Regions from separate parts of the Hordeum vulgare genome. Here region 1 is linked to region 2. A link is a contact called in public Hi-C data. All regions are on one chromosome and are shown on one strand. Each heading gives the region's core, a stretch centred on a gene start, on an enhancer-like site or on the middle of the called end of the contact. The rest is flanking DNA. Distances are from core to core; before and after follow the strand shown.

Region 1 (6,916 bases), core at 2,799-5,298, 680 kb after region 2:
TCAAGCTAGAAGACTCTTCATTTTATATTTGTGAGAAACCACTTTTGAGTTCATAGGAAAGCCAATACTATTAAAAGGGGGTGATGTAGTAAAATGAACTGATTGCTCAAATGCTCAAAGTTAGCCACCAAAACACCCAGTCATTTTGTCCACATATCCACTCTGTCAAGATCCACATACACAAATTTGGTGTCACTAACATTTCCATATCAAACCCACCGAGTTTGACCTAAGACAGAAACACTAGCCATTCCCATTAAATCGGTGCAACCGGGTTCAGTGTGACCAACATTCTGTTGCCAAGATACACAAAATCGGAATTTCTGAGTTTGAGTATCGATGCCATCGAGTTTTTCCATCTGACCGTTAGTCACCTTTTCGGTGACATCGAGTTTCATATATCGGTTTCACCGAGATTCAAAAGTTCACACCTTTGTGCTAATCTATACCACCGAGTTTTCAACTTCGGTGTCGCCGAGTTTGGCCTTTTGTGTGTAACGGTTGGATTTTGGCAACTGCCTATATATACCCCTTCACCCACCTCTCATTCGTGGGAGAAGCAATCAGAACACACACTTCATTGTCAGATCCATTTTCCGAGAGACCTACTCATGTTTTGAGACCAAGATATTCCAATCCTATCATTTGAAACTTGGTCTCTAGCCTCCCCAAACTGCTTTCCACCAAATCAACCTCTCCTATCCATGCATATTCTGTGAGAGAGTGATTTGTGTTGAGGAGACTATCTTTAGAAGCACAAGAGCAAGGAGTTCATTGATCTACGACATCTATTACTTTTTGGAGGGTGGTGCCTCCTAGATTGGTTAGGTGTCTCTTGGGAGTCTCCTACTTCGTGTTGTGGAGTTGAACCAAGATATTTGTAAGGGCAAGGAGATCGCCTATTTCGTGAAGATCTTCTATGAGTAAGGCTAGTCCTCCGTGGACGGAAGCCGTGGTGGAATAGACAAGGCGGCTTCTTTGTGGACCCTCCATAGACTCTCGTAGCCGTTACCCTCCGTGGGTTGAAGCCTCCATTAACATGGACGTACGATAGCGCCACCTTTCAAAAGCATGCCAAAAATCGCCATGTCAACCTCATGCGTTTGATCTCCCTACCTTACTCCTCTACTTTACACTTGCATGTTTTACTTTCCGCTGCTATACTATTATAATTGCATGTAGGGTGTACTTGACCTGTTATAATTATTGTAGCTGCCTCTCAAGTAAAATTGGAAAAGGCAACATTTTTATCTTGTCAAGTAGTCTAATCACCCCCGTCTAGACATACTTTCAATCCTACAGATGGATCTACTGCTTCATCAAAAAGCAAAAAGAAAAACTTATCAAGAAGAATATGTATAAGGAGGCACAAGAGGCGCTCATGTTGTTCTAGGTATGCATTGCTGCCTTTGTTTTTTCATACTATAAGAAGCATATGCATCTTTAAGATATCAACATAATTATGTAAAACCATTGTGAGGTCTAAAATGTCCAAAGATGGGTTTATATTAAGGGGCCCCGGGTTCTAGTTTCGCCCCCAAAATCTCCGGACCGACCCTTCTATGCAAGTTGATTCTTGCTACAATAAGTTGTTTGATTACAAAATTCCTATGAGGAAGTGGGTTAGACTTATATGTGTTTGGCATGTGATTTATGGTGCTCTCTTGCATGTTTAAATTACTATCTTCTATGTGAGCATAGTTGAAATCATGGCGCCTACCTAAAAGGCGTTAAAGAAATGTGCTTGTTGGGAGACAACTCAACAATTTTACTTTCTATTTTTGTATGTTCACATGATTAAACTACTGTAGTAATCATGTTTTCTGTCTTTTATCCTCTATTACTAAATAGCTATAACCCACTATCTAATTTTTCTAGTCTTGCAACCATGACATATAAGCAAGTATGCACGCAAGATATAAATAACATCTTTTATTACTCTACGCATGCAATGGTGCCACATCATCCATCCGTGCATATTAGTCATAAGTAGTTTTTTGCATTAGAGTTCATCCTCCATATTTTGTTAAAAGTTACATTTTAACTATATTTTTCACTTTCTTTTTATACGCTTTGTATTTTATTGTTTTTAAGCTTACATTCGCTTTTCATTAGTTTTTTATTTTTATAACAATTATTTATCCGTATTTTAGCAATGCTTCCACAGCAACGCGCGGGGCATCATCTAGTTTCAGTAAGGTTTCAAGTAAAATCTTTGAGATAGTGTGGATACTTGTTTGCTTGATTCTGTTTAAAAACAGAAACTTCTATGTTTAATGCAGAATTTTCTTGATTTTACTGGAACATGAAAAGTTTCAGAAATTTTTACAGAGTAATGTCATATAAGTTCTTTATCATGTCCCAAAAATTCATAAATTTTGAAGATATAGAAGTACACTTTTTAAACAAATTGCTACCCACTGCTCTGTTTGGACAGATTGCTGCCATAGTTTTGGTATATACTTACCGTAGAGTTTTCATGACTTATATTGATAGATATAAATTGTGAAGATTATAGTATACAATATCTAATATTTGAAAATTATTATGCAACTTGTGTTGGCAGTACATGAAGCGTTGATTTATTCTTATATGTACTAACCGATCTCATGAGTTTTTTTTTTTGAAAATTTGTGCAGATGAAGTTTTTGCGACTTAGATGAAATCAAGATATGAGAGGATTGAACGAGATACGAAAGTTCAAGCTTAAAGATGCCCAAGGCATAGACTTGTGAATAGTTTCAAACCCATATTGAATCCAACCCAAACTAAACAAGTCTAGGTCTTTATTCCAAATCAATCCAACCCAAAAAGTTTACAACTAGGATCCATGCCATTATTTGGAATTTTCGTCCAAACCCATCCAAACTATTTCCCCCTTTTGGATTCAACCCACAATTCCAAACTGTGGATACGAGAAGTTGGTGTGTTGACGTCCGTGTGCGACTCCACGCCTACTGCCTGCCGCGTGCATGATGCCCCAGTCAGCCGCGGTCTCGCGTACGGCGACCACGCATGCGCAAGGCCTGGTTGAAGGTGTCGAAACCGCCCACGTCAACGATTGGAAACTGCAAAGAGACGTGAGGCCAGCTTGCCGTCGAATATGTTGCTCGGGCCCTAATGCTCCTTCACCAACTAGATGTACACCGCCGGGATCCCGGACAGGCCGCTCATGCTCAGCGGCTTGATGGATGGAATGGATCGAGGTACGTACGTGCATATGGTAGCTGGTCTTCCTATAAATTTGGTTGAGAGACTGGATTTTGTTCATGGACTGAAATCATTTGAGACCGAATGGTTTGTGTCCAGATTAAACCAATCCAATCCAATTGTTGATCAAACCCAAGCCAAACTAGTTTGCTTTAGATTCTCGGACTATTTAAATCAACCCAATATAGTCCAATAGCAAATCCAACCTGAAACTAAGGTTTGAGCCCAAAATATTTACAGTTATGTCAAGGCATCCCAAATCAATGTTATTTCCTCCATTTTTATATACAAGGCCACAAACTTATATTAGACGTACCTAGGTAAGTACAAAATTTTAAAGATAGCTTTTGTTTTTATTTATTATGATCATTAATCATTAATATAGTGCATGCATGCAAGCAAACTGAGTGGAGAAAGTAACTAATTATTATTATAACTACATGCATGTAGAATTAAATAAGTTGTTAGTACGAGAAAAGTCATTAATGTTTGTCTTGATTATTGTTGGTGGCCTTATATAAATAAAATAAATAAATTCATAGTGACTTATAAGTAAATGGAGGGAGTACAACAAGTTCTTCCCGTTCTTCCCCTTGTCACTTGTCAGCTCCTCCCGTTCCCCTTCCACACTCCAATCTCACTGGAAAAATACACAGCTACGAATCTTTATCCAGTCGCATGCCAGAGCCCCCGTCCGAGGGGCCCCAGGTGCACGTACCCCAGCCGTCAGGCAGGACCACGGGCCATTTTCCTCCACTGGCCTGTGGGCCCTGCGATGCATTCTCCATTGGTAGGCGTTAACGAATATTATCCGACCCGGGCGGCTCGCGTAAACCGCGAATTTCCGACATTGCCCCTCCCCCTTCCTCTAACAAGTCGTCGCCTCGGCCTCGGCCCGGGCCTCGTCGCCCGCCCGCCCCCCCTCGGCACAACGACCTCGACCCTCCCCCATTCCTCGCGCGGCGCGACCGACCATGGCGAGCCGCGGCTGGCGTCGTCCGCTCGGCTCGCTGCCAGCCCTCGCCCTGGCCCTCTTCCTCCTCGCCGTCGCCGCCGCCGCGGCTGGATCCCCCGACCGAGCCGCCCCCTCGCGGCCGCCGCTGGTGCTCCCGCTCACGCTCTCCTACCCCAACGCGAGCCGGGTCGCGTCGTCCAGGTCCAGGAGAGGGCTCGCCGAAGGAGGCCGCCCCAGCGCCCGCATGCGCCTCCACGACGATCTCCTCACCAACGGGTCTGTACAGTTCGGATTCCTCCCTCGTTTCCTTCCCGCCGAATTCGCTGGATGCTCCGTTGGATCTGAGGCTCGCGGATTGTCTTCGTATTGGTTATAGGTATTACACGACGCGGCTGCACATCGGGACGCCCCCGCAGGAGTTCGCGCTGATCGTCGACTCCGGGAGCACCGTCACCTACGTGCCCTGCGCCTCCTGCGAGCAGTGTGGCAACCACCAGGTGGGCCCTGATTCCTCTGCTCCTGTGCTCAGCTACCAGCTCAGAAACTTTGTGCGATGATTAGATTAATTTGGATGGACATTTTGGTACCCACGCCTGAAACTCTAGGTGTGAACCATTGAAGCTAGCTAATTGATTATGTGGTTTCACAGCTGAATACATGTTTGTAATGCTACTTTGCATGCATCGTTATTTAGCGTTCTTAGTTCGCATAACTCGGCACGTAATTTGTCGATAGATCAGGAAATTCAAGTTTAGTTATGTCCTGTGAGTAGAGTACTAGATTGTAGGTGGACTAAGGACACCTCCTCAGCCTGCAGTGAGTAGTAAAACCGAGGCATACTAAATTATATGCTTTCTGTAAATCATTGATGACTCAAATTAACACCGTGTTCGGTATTCCTGAGTGAATACCATGCTTATCTTGGTAATAGCCAACAAAACTTGGCTTTTGTTTCGTGGACATTGTTTCAGCAAAAAGTTGCTCCATTGGATTGCCAAACCTTGTGGCTTTGGTATAATTAGTCCTAAATAAGTGTTAGCCAACTCCTCTTAAATTTCTCTATGTTCTTGGTCCCATTTCCCTTGCCAACAATTGGCAGACAATGCATTTGGCAGGTGTTTTGCTTGGTCATGCCAATGTGTTTGTAGCACCATTTTTTTTGTCTTGTTACCTGTTTAGTTACTATACCAATCCCATTCCCAGTTCTAGATCTAGTATTGCTGTTTTTATAATCTGTGCTGATTATCTGAATGCGGAACAAAATGCTTCCCGTCCTTGTCATATATTTTCAGTTTTTACTACATTCTATAGCCAAATCCAAGAAGATGCATCTATTGCTCGTCTTGTATAACTCGCAGTTTGAAAATTCCATTGGTAATGTCATTGTCAGCCAGTGTAAAGGGACATAAGTGAGATGCATAGATGTCAGCTAACATAAAGGGGAGTAAGTGGGATGTAAAGAGAAACATATACAAACCGAGATGTGGCATTTGAAGTCTTATACTGCCAATATCTTGTGGTCAAAGTAACATGTTAAAAATATGAACACTGGAGGCAAAAAGAGTTAAGACTTTATGACTACTGCTGGTTACTGGTCTGTATAGTTTCAACAAACCAAATTCATAAATAAATTTGATTTGCGGTAACCATCTTGATGCAACTGAAGCAATATAATGATGGACCATGATTTAGCAATTGCCATCATTGTTGTACCATCACATTTAGTATTCTATATTGTGTTTTGCTTACTGAATCACCAAACATTGTTGAAGACATTCGTGTAGTACTGGTGTGGAGATGATTTTGTTTTTGGCCTATTTTTATAATTCAAAATACATGAAGATATGCATGCTGCGATAAGCATCATGCCGTATAGGAAAATATTTCATTCTACTGGTCTAGGAGATCACCACTATTTATGGTTTTAAATTCTTCTGGATTACCAGACAGTTAACGCATGCCGATGTTTTGCTTGATGTAGGATCCAAGGTTTCAACCTGATCTCTCCAGTACATATTCACCAGTAAAATGTAATGTTGATTGCACTTGTGATAGTGATAAGAACCAGTGCACTTATGAGAGGCAGTATGCTGAAATGAGCTCCAGCAGCGGGGTACTTGGTGAGGACATTGTGTCGTTTGGCACAGAAAGTGAACTTAAGCCACAGCGTGCTGTTTTTGGCTGTGAAAATTCTGAAACTGGAGATTTGTTCAGCCAGCATGCTGATGGCATAATGGGGTTGGGCCGTGGTCAACTTAGCATAATGGATCAGCTTGTTGACAAGGGTGTCATAGGTGATTCATTCTCTATGTGCTATGGTGGAATGGATATTGGTGGTGGTGCTATGGTACTTGGTGCAATGCCTGCCCCTCCTGGCATGATATACACACATTCAAACGCTGTCCGCAGGTAACATAAGTTGTTTTGCACGCTTACATGGCAGTTTTGTTCCTTTTTCTGTGTGGGTGGGTTGCAGGTTCCCCTTTTTATAATAGTGATGCACCTTCTTATTAACTTATCTCGAAATGGAAACAGCCCATATTACAACATTGAGTTGAAGGAAATGCATGTTGCTGGAAAGGCATTGCGGGTAGACCCAAGGATCTTTGACGGCAAACATGGGACTGTCTTGGATAGTGGGACCACATATGCATACCTCCCAGAACAAGCTTTTGTAGCTTTTAAAGACGCTGTAAGTTATGAGATGGTTTGCCCTCCAGCTACTTAATAAATTTTACCGTTTCATGGGAT
Region 2 (6,567 bases), core at 51-2,550:
CTCAGGCAGTAGTTGCAGGAGAACGTCCGTTGAGGGGTGGCCACAGATTTGGCCTCTGGAGGCTTAGCTGCTTCACTTCTCAATGCATCAATCCCCAGCTTTAGCCATGGCGTCGGAGTATTATCATCGGCGCGACCAGCTTCATCACCTTGATTACCTAATTTCCGCTCTTGTGCTTCAGGTGCTCTCTTCATTGTTTCTTTGTTGGTAGTGGTGCAATAGAGGATTGCTCAAGGTTTGTGTTATTATGGCAGTCCTCTAGTTTGCTATAAAAAGGGGCAGGGGTCTGCAAGTGGCAATAATTCAGGGGAAAAGGCAAAAGTTTCCAGGAGCTTAAAGTGGATCAGGATATGCTAGTTTGCATACCTATCTATTTCCTAGTTTGCTTACGTACCAGTATCCATGTAGCGGTGGTCAGCTCGTTGGCTTTTGTTATTATTATTCCATAATAAGGTTTGTCTTTCATGTATACTACTCTATCTATCTGTTCACGAGAAGCTTCAGTTGCTTGTCTTGCTCTTTCCTCATCAGGTATGTGCCTATTTTAGGTACCAATGTTGCAGTACATTTCTATCAGGTATAGTTCAATAACCTCATATGATTGGCTGTTTTCTAATTCTCTCACCTGTCATCTAGGAATCCGCTGTTCATGTTTGTATATTTCCTTACCATGATTAGTTTAGAAATGTATGTGGAAAAGGAAGTCTCATGACTTAAAAACTCCGGTGCGGTCGAACGGCGAAATTGTCTTCTTCTTTTCGCTGCTAGACTTTGCTCAGCGTCAATAATGAAGTTTGCGTGGATTAACCCAATTTAATACGAACCCTTTCCAGTCCATTTGTTTGATTGGCAATATAGCACTCTCGGTTAAAAGTGCTACGGCCTATTGTATTATTTATTTGTGCAAACGTAGTTGTTGCTTTTTTTTTTTTTTGATTTGAGGTCATCATTGATCTTATCTCATGCACGTTCTCTCTTTTTGTCGCTTGAGGCTCAGGCATGGACGGCGCCTGGCGTTCTCTAATCCTAAAGCTCAGCCTACATCAGCGGCTCCGAAATGGCTTCAGCTTGAGTGCATCCGCCACTCTTGGGCATGAGCGCTGGGCGATCCCCGAGGTGAACACACAGAAGCTTTTTGCCCGGGAACAAGTGGATGGTCATGATCCACTCACAGCATAATGATTGTGCTTATTTATTCCTGTATAGTGATACATGGAGGAGCACTTTTGAGTTTTGACTGCTCGTCTGGGAGACAACTGGGGCTATATGATTATGATCCATTGGAATGGACCGCTGCTTTCTCTCGGGTCACGGTGAGGGGAGGGATTTGAGGTTGGATGCTGATTGCGCCTGGTGGATTGGTGACTCTGGCAGCCTGATCCGGCGGGCGGGGTAGGGAGGGGGTTGGGAGTAGGAGCGCTGCGCCGACGCAACAGGATTCGTTTTGTTCCACGCTGAGAAGAATTCTTCAAAACCCCGGGTGGGCAGGTGGGATGACGGCCTGGTCGCGTGCCGGTCTGTGTCGTACGAGTCGCACGTCGCTCTCGTCCCGGTTCGCTCTGCCTCATACCTCATCTCCTTCTGCAGTGTTGGGCGGAAAATCCTATACGCTGCTCACTGCATCGTAATATCGACGCCACGCACAGGGTGGCACGAGCGATCGATGCAGTGGGCCAGGCCAATTACTAGCGATTTTTTTGTCTGCACAGTATTACTACTGGTTTTAGGAACATTCTAGAAGTTTCTTCCTGAGCTGTACTTTTCTCTGTTCTGTTTCTCTTTTGTATTTTCTTTTTTTTTCTTTTCCTGCTTATTTATTTCTCAAAATTATTTTTCTTTTTCTAAATTTTTTTGCATTTTCTAAATTTTATTCGTGTCTCAATAAATGTTCAAGAATTCCAAAAAATCTTCATATTTTCAAAATACGTTTGCATTTTTCATAGATTTGTTTGCTTTTAAAAAATTGTTCATAGATTCGGAATTTTTTCAGATTTTCAAAAAACTGTCCCCATTCAAAAATTGTTCATAGATTCGGAATTTTTTCAGATTTTCAAAAAACTGTTCCCATTCAAAAAAATTTCACAAATACAGAAAATTAGTCGCACTTTACAAACAATGCTCCCGTTTCCAATTTTTGTTCACAAATTTAAAAATGTTCTTATTTTCAAAATGTGTTCGTGTTTTCCATAAATTTGATTGCTTTATCAAAATTGTTCATAGATTCAGAAATTGTTCAGATTATCGAAAAAATGCCTCAATCAAAAAATGTTCACAAATACAAAAAATTGGTCGCATTTTACAAAAAATGTTCCCTTTTTTCAATTTTTGTTCACAAATTTAAAAAACACATTTTCAAAATATGTTCGCATTTTTCATAAATTTGTTTTATTTTTCAAAAATTGTTCATAGATTCAGAAATTGTTCATGTTTTCAAGTTTTGTTTAGGAGTTTAAAAAATATTTCCATTTTTCAAAAATGTGTGCGTTTCCAAAAATTGTTTTTAAAATTTGAAAAATGTTTTGCTTTTGAAAAAATGTTCGCGTAACCAAAAATTGTTTTCGAATTTGAAAAATGTTCTGATTTAAAAAAATCATGTTTTCTATTTTTGGGAGATTTTACGAAAATATTCCCTTATTATAAGAAATGCTCGCTTTTCAAAAAAATCCATTAATTTGTTTGGGAATTTGTTCTTTATATCGAAATATGTTCTAAAAAAATTTAAATATGTTTGAGATTTTAAAAATTGTTCCCATTTTGAGCTTTTGGTCACAAATTCAAAATATGTTCATGTTTACGAAAAAAGTTCAGAAAATTCAGAATATGTTCGCCATTTCAGAAAATTGTTTGGGTTTGCCAAAAATTGGTCGTAAGTCCAGAAAATTACTCAGATTTTGAAATATTGTTCGGGAATGTTTCAAATAGTGGTACGCCCGCTAATGCTATTTTAACTCTTGCGATGTATTTCTGCTTTGAGAATTCTTCGGTCATAGTGGCTAGCAGCAAGCGCACTTGACTTGGTGACCCAGGTTCGATTCCCACGAAGCGCGATCAACCAACCTGTTTTTGTGATTTTTCACATGGGTTCGCGGTGCATCGCAATGGTCCAGCCCAGTTGAGCACACCTTGTGCGATGACACATCTATTTGCCGCAAAACGCAGCAAATAGGAACTCCCATGTTGCGTCAGGTTTTCGTTTATCTGCATTGATCCGTGCGACTAGCGGCGGATCCCTTTTCCTGTGCCGTTACATCACTTTGGTGACTTGTGGACTGTTTGATAGTCTGCATTAGACCCAATCGGGTCAGTACGGTGCGAGATTTAGGCATAGCATGAACCTGTTGCTAAAAAAAGGCATAGCATGAACCTTAAATCACCTTTAAGTCAAACCAGCTCGTAACGCTTGATATGGCACCACACTCGAGCGATGCAAGAAATCGCACCTATGTTGCTCCACTTATGCAATCTGGTGCGGCTAGTGTAAGTGAAGTTGTATCTGGTATGGTTTACTCATAATCTCCTCACTTCTAATATACATAACAATGCTTCGATTTGGTTAAGGTCTGTACGAAAAATAAGCAGTTCAGTAGTTTTGTTCATTGTAAATGTTCTTTTTTTATTATTATTTCAGTTATTTTGTATGAATTTTGTTAAATTTGTCGAGCATGATTGACCGTTGGAAATTTTCTTTGACCAGTAGGTTCATCTCGTGGTTTCACATAACTTTCGTATTGCATGTTTTCTGTTTCAACAATCGTAGACAAATCTACATCTTCCTCGAGGATGCATTTTGGCTTGGCCATAAACTTTGAGAATCAATTTTTCAAATTCTAGTAAATCCAAATATCGTCAGAAATTCGCAAAACTTGGCATGGTGTCATGACATCACACTTATGTGATGTGGTAAAAAATTTGTCCAATCTGGAACAAGTTTTGGCACAAGCCTCTCACAAAGTAGAGATTCTCACAATAAGCTATGTGGTTCCAATAGAGAACGTTCAATTTTGTGGGCGAAACGACATCCACTAACTCTTCTCGCCTTGAAATGTTTTCTAGAGGCAACATAGAGCAACATGAGGTCGTGCTAAAATATGGAATTATTCATGGTTCCTTTGGCCTTTTTATTGAGTTTTGCAGGCATTTAATGCGCACAATTCAAATTCAAACTACAACCACAATGTCCAACTCACGAAAATGGGTTAAAAAATGATATACGTGTCATTGGATGCATGTTTTCAAATGGGAATGGATTTGAAAACTCTCGGCGTTTTAGCTCGGCCATAGACATTTAAAATCTATGTTTTCAAAATCTAGTAGATCAAACTCTCGTTAGAAATTCATGAAACTTGGCATGGTGTCATGACATGGCATATGTATTGTGGTAAAAAATTATCCATTTTGGGACATGTTTTGGCACAAGCCTCTTAAAAAACTAGAGATCCTCACAAGAAGCTACGTGGTTCCGATAGGGAACCTTTACCTTTTCTGGGCGAAACAACATTCAATGCCCGTTCTCGCCTTCAATTTTTTCTAGAGTCAACATAGAGCAACATGATTGTCATGCTAAAATATGAAATTATTGAATGTTTGTATGGCCTTTTTATACATTAATTGAGTTTTCTAGTCACTTAATGTGCATAATTCAAATTTGAACTACAATCACAAGGTCCAACGCACGAAAATGGGTTGGAAAACCATATACCTATCCATGGCTGCATATTTAGGTCCTATGCAAGAAATGAGAATGAATTTCAAACATCTCGCCTTTTGGAAATATGCCCTAGAGGCAATAATAAAATAGTTATTATTATATTTTCTGTTTCAAGATAATCGTTGAATTATTGATGTTGGTGACTGAAGCTTGTTCGGAGTCTCGGATGAGATCCCGGACGTCACGAAGGTTTCCGGAATGGTCCGGAGATGAAGATTGATATATATGAAGTATCCATTTGGCTTTCGCAAAGTTTTCGGGCATTACTGATAAAGTATCGGGAATGACGAATGGGTTCCGGAGTTCTACCGGGAGGGGACACTCGCCCGGGAGAAGACCAAAAGGGGCCCAAGGGTGGCGCACCAGCCCCTAGTGGGCTGCTGGACAGCCCAAGAAGGCTTAGGTCGTCCGAAGTGGAGAAAAAGGAAGGGAAGGTGGCCAATCCGATTTGGGGAAGGAGGACTCCTCCTTCCAAGTGGAGTTGGAGGAGGACTCCTCCCTCCTCTCTCTTGAGCCGGCCGAAACCCTAGGGTTTCCCTAGGACGCCGCCCCCTCTCTCCCTCCTATATATAGTGGAGGGGAGGTAGGCTTTTGGCACTGAAGCCAAAGTGCAACCCTCCTCCCCTCCACAACTTCTACACCCCATAGCTAGATACGTCCGGCACGGCAAAGCCCTGCCGGAGTAAATTCCACCACCATCACCGTCACACCATCGTGCCGCCGGAGAATTCAGCTACCTCTTCACCCCTCTTGCTGGATGAAGAAGGCGGAGATCTTCACCAAGTTGTACGTGTGTTGAACGCGGAGGTGTCGACCGTTCGGTACAAGATCGGGACGGAGTTCGTGGGACGGATCGTGATCGGCTCGCGAAGACGTTCGACTACATCAATCACATTTCTTAACGCTTCCCTCTTAACCATTATGTGAGTTTCTCAACCAAATTTATTAAGTAATTTATATTGTTTATTTAAAAATAGTTGACAACTTATTTCCATTGACAGCTTATTTTCATTCTTCAAAAAATGTACGAAAAATGGTAGACAGAACCTATTACTACAATGATGAAGCCGAATTAACTTGTCAGGAGATACATAATATTGTCCATTTTATCATTGATCTTGAGAAGTACAATACCAATCAGCAAACTTCCCAACATTGTGGTCAATATGTGCCACTAGTGCACGTGGTGAACTACGGTAACATGCATGGAGATTGCTTGGTAAGATTTTCTACTATTACGACATCCATGCATCTTTTGCATAAATTCTTGTAAAACTAAACTACATTGCAAGCTACAAAGCTAATACTATGTTTTCAACAGAAAATCCCAGAAGATTGTGTGCCTCATCTGATGTTACCAAGAGGTCGCGTTGATGTTATGATGATACGACCAGCGCGGCCAGATCAGCCTAGGTATCTGATGTACTCACGTCCATACCAGATTTCTGAAATCGATGAAGTCATGACAATCAAAGATTGGAAAAAATGAATGGTCTATCCTAGAGAGCTACTTGGAAGCAACATTGTGCGTAGGCCAAGAATTGGAGACAAGATGATCTCCATTCTCCATAATGGAGAGTCAGGGCCTATCTTGTTTTTTTTTATATTCTACCTAAGCAGAGGAGTAGGTCCTAGGTTCAATGTATTATTATGTGCTACAATGTGATGATGTGCTACAATGTGATGATGTGCTACAATGTTTTAATGTGATGATGTGCTATAATGTATTAAATAGTATTGGTGGTAATGACTATGATGATTATTAGCTATTTCCGAGATGATGTGATGATGTGCTACAATGTGTTAGAGTTGACGATGATGATGATGTGCTACAATGTATTTTGTAACCTGTGCACCAT

What was found. A called contact is a pair of places that touch in the nucleus more often than the background predicts.
Region 1: a contact with region 2 is called in a Hi-C map of seedling, with 4 times the contacts expected there. The contact joins the promoter of LOC123425475 here to the promoter of LOC123425469 in region 2. A contact is called at or near these places in 2 of 6 Hi-C or Micro-C datasets (leaf and seedling).

Annotation. Positions count from the first base shown.
Region 1 is chr2H:120,984,103-120,991,018 of MorexV3_pseudomolecules_assembly, forward strand. LOC123425475 (aspartic proteinase 36-like) reads left to right here and starts at 4,049. Exons shown (of 12, transcript XM_045109178.1): 1 at 4,049-4,441; 2 at 4,542-4,662; 3 at 6,147-6,574; 4 at 6,701-6,857. The coding sequence starts at 4,185.
Region 2 is chr2H:120,305,433-120,311,999 of MorexV3_pseudomolecules_assembly, forward strand. LOC123425469 (zinc finger protein 7-like) reads right to left here and starts at 1,301. Exons shown (of 1, transcript XM_045109173.1): 1 at 1-1,301. The coding sequence starts at 194.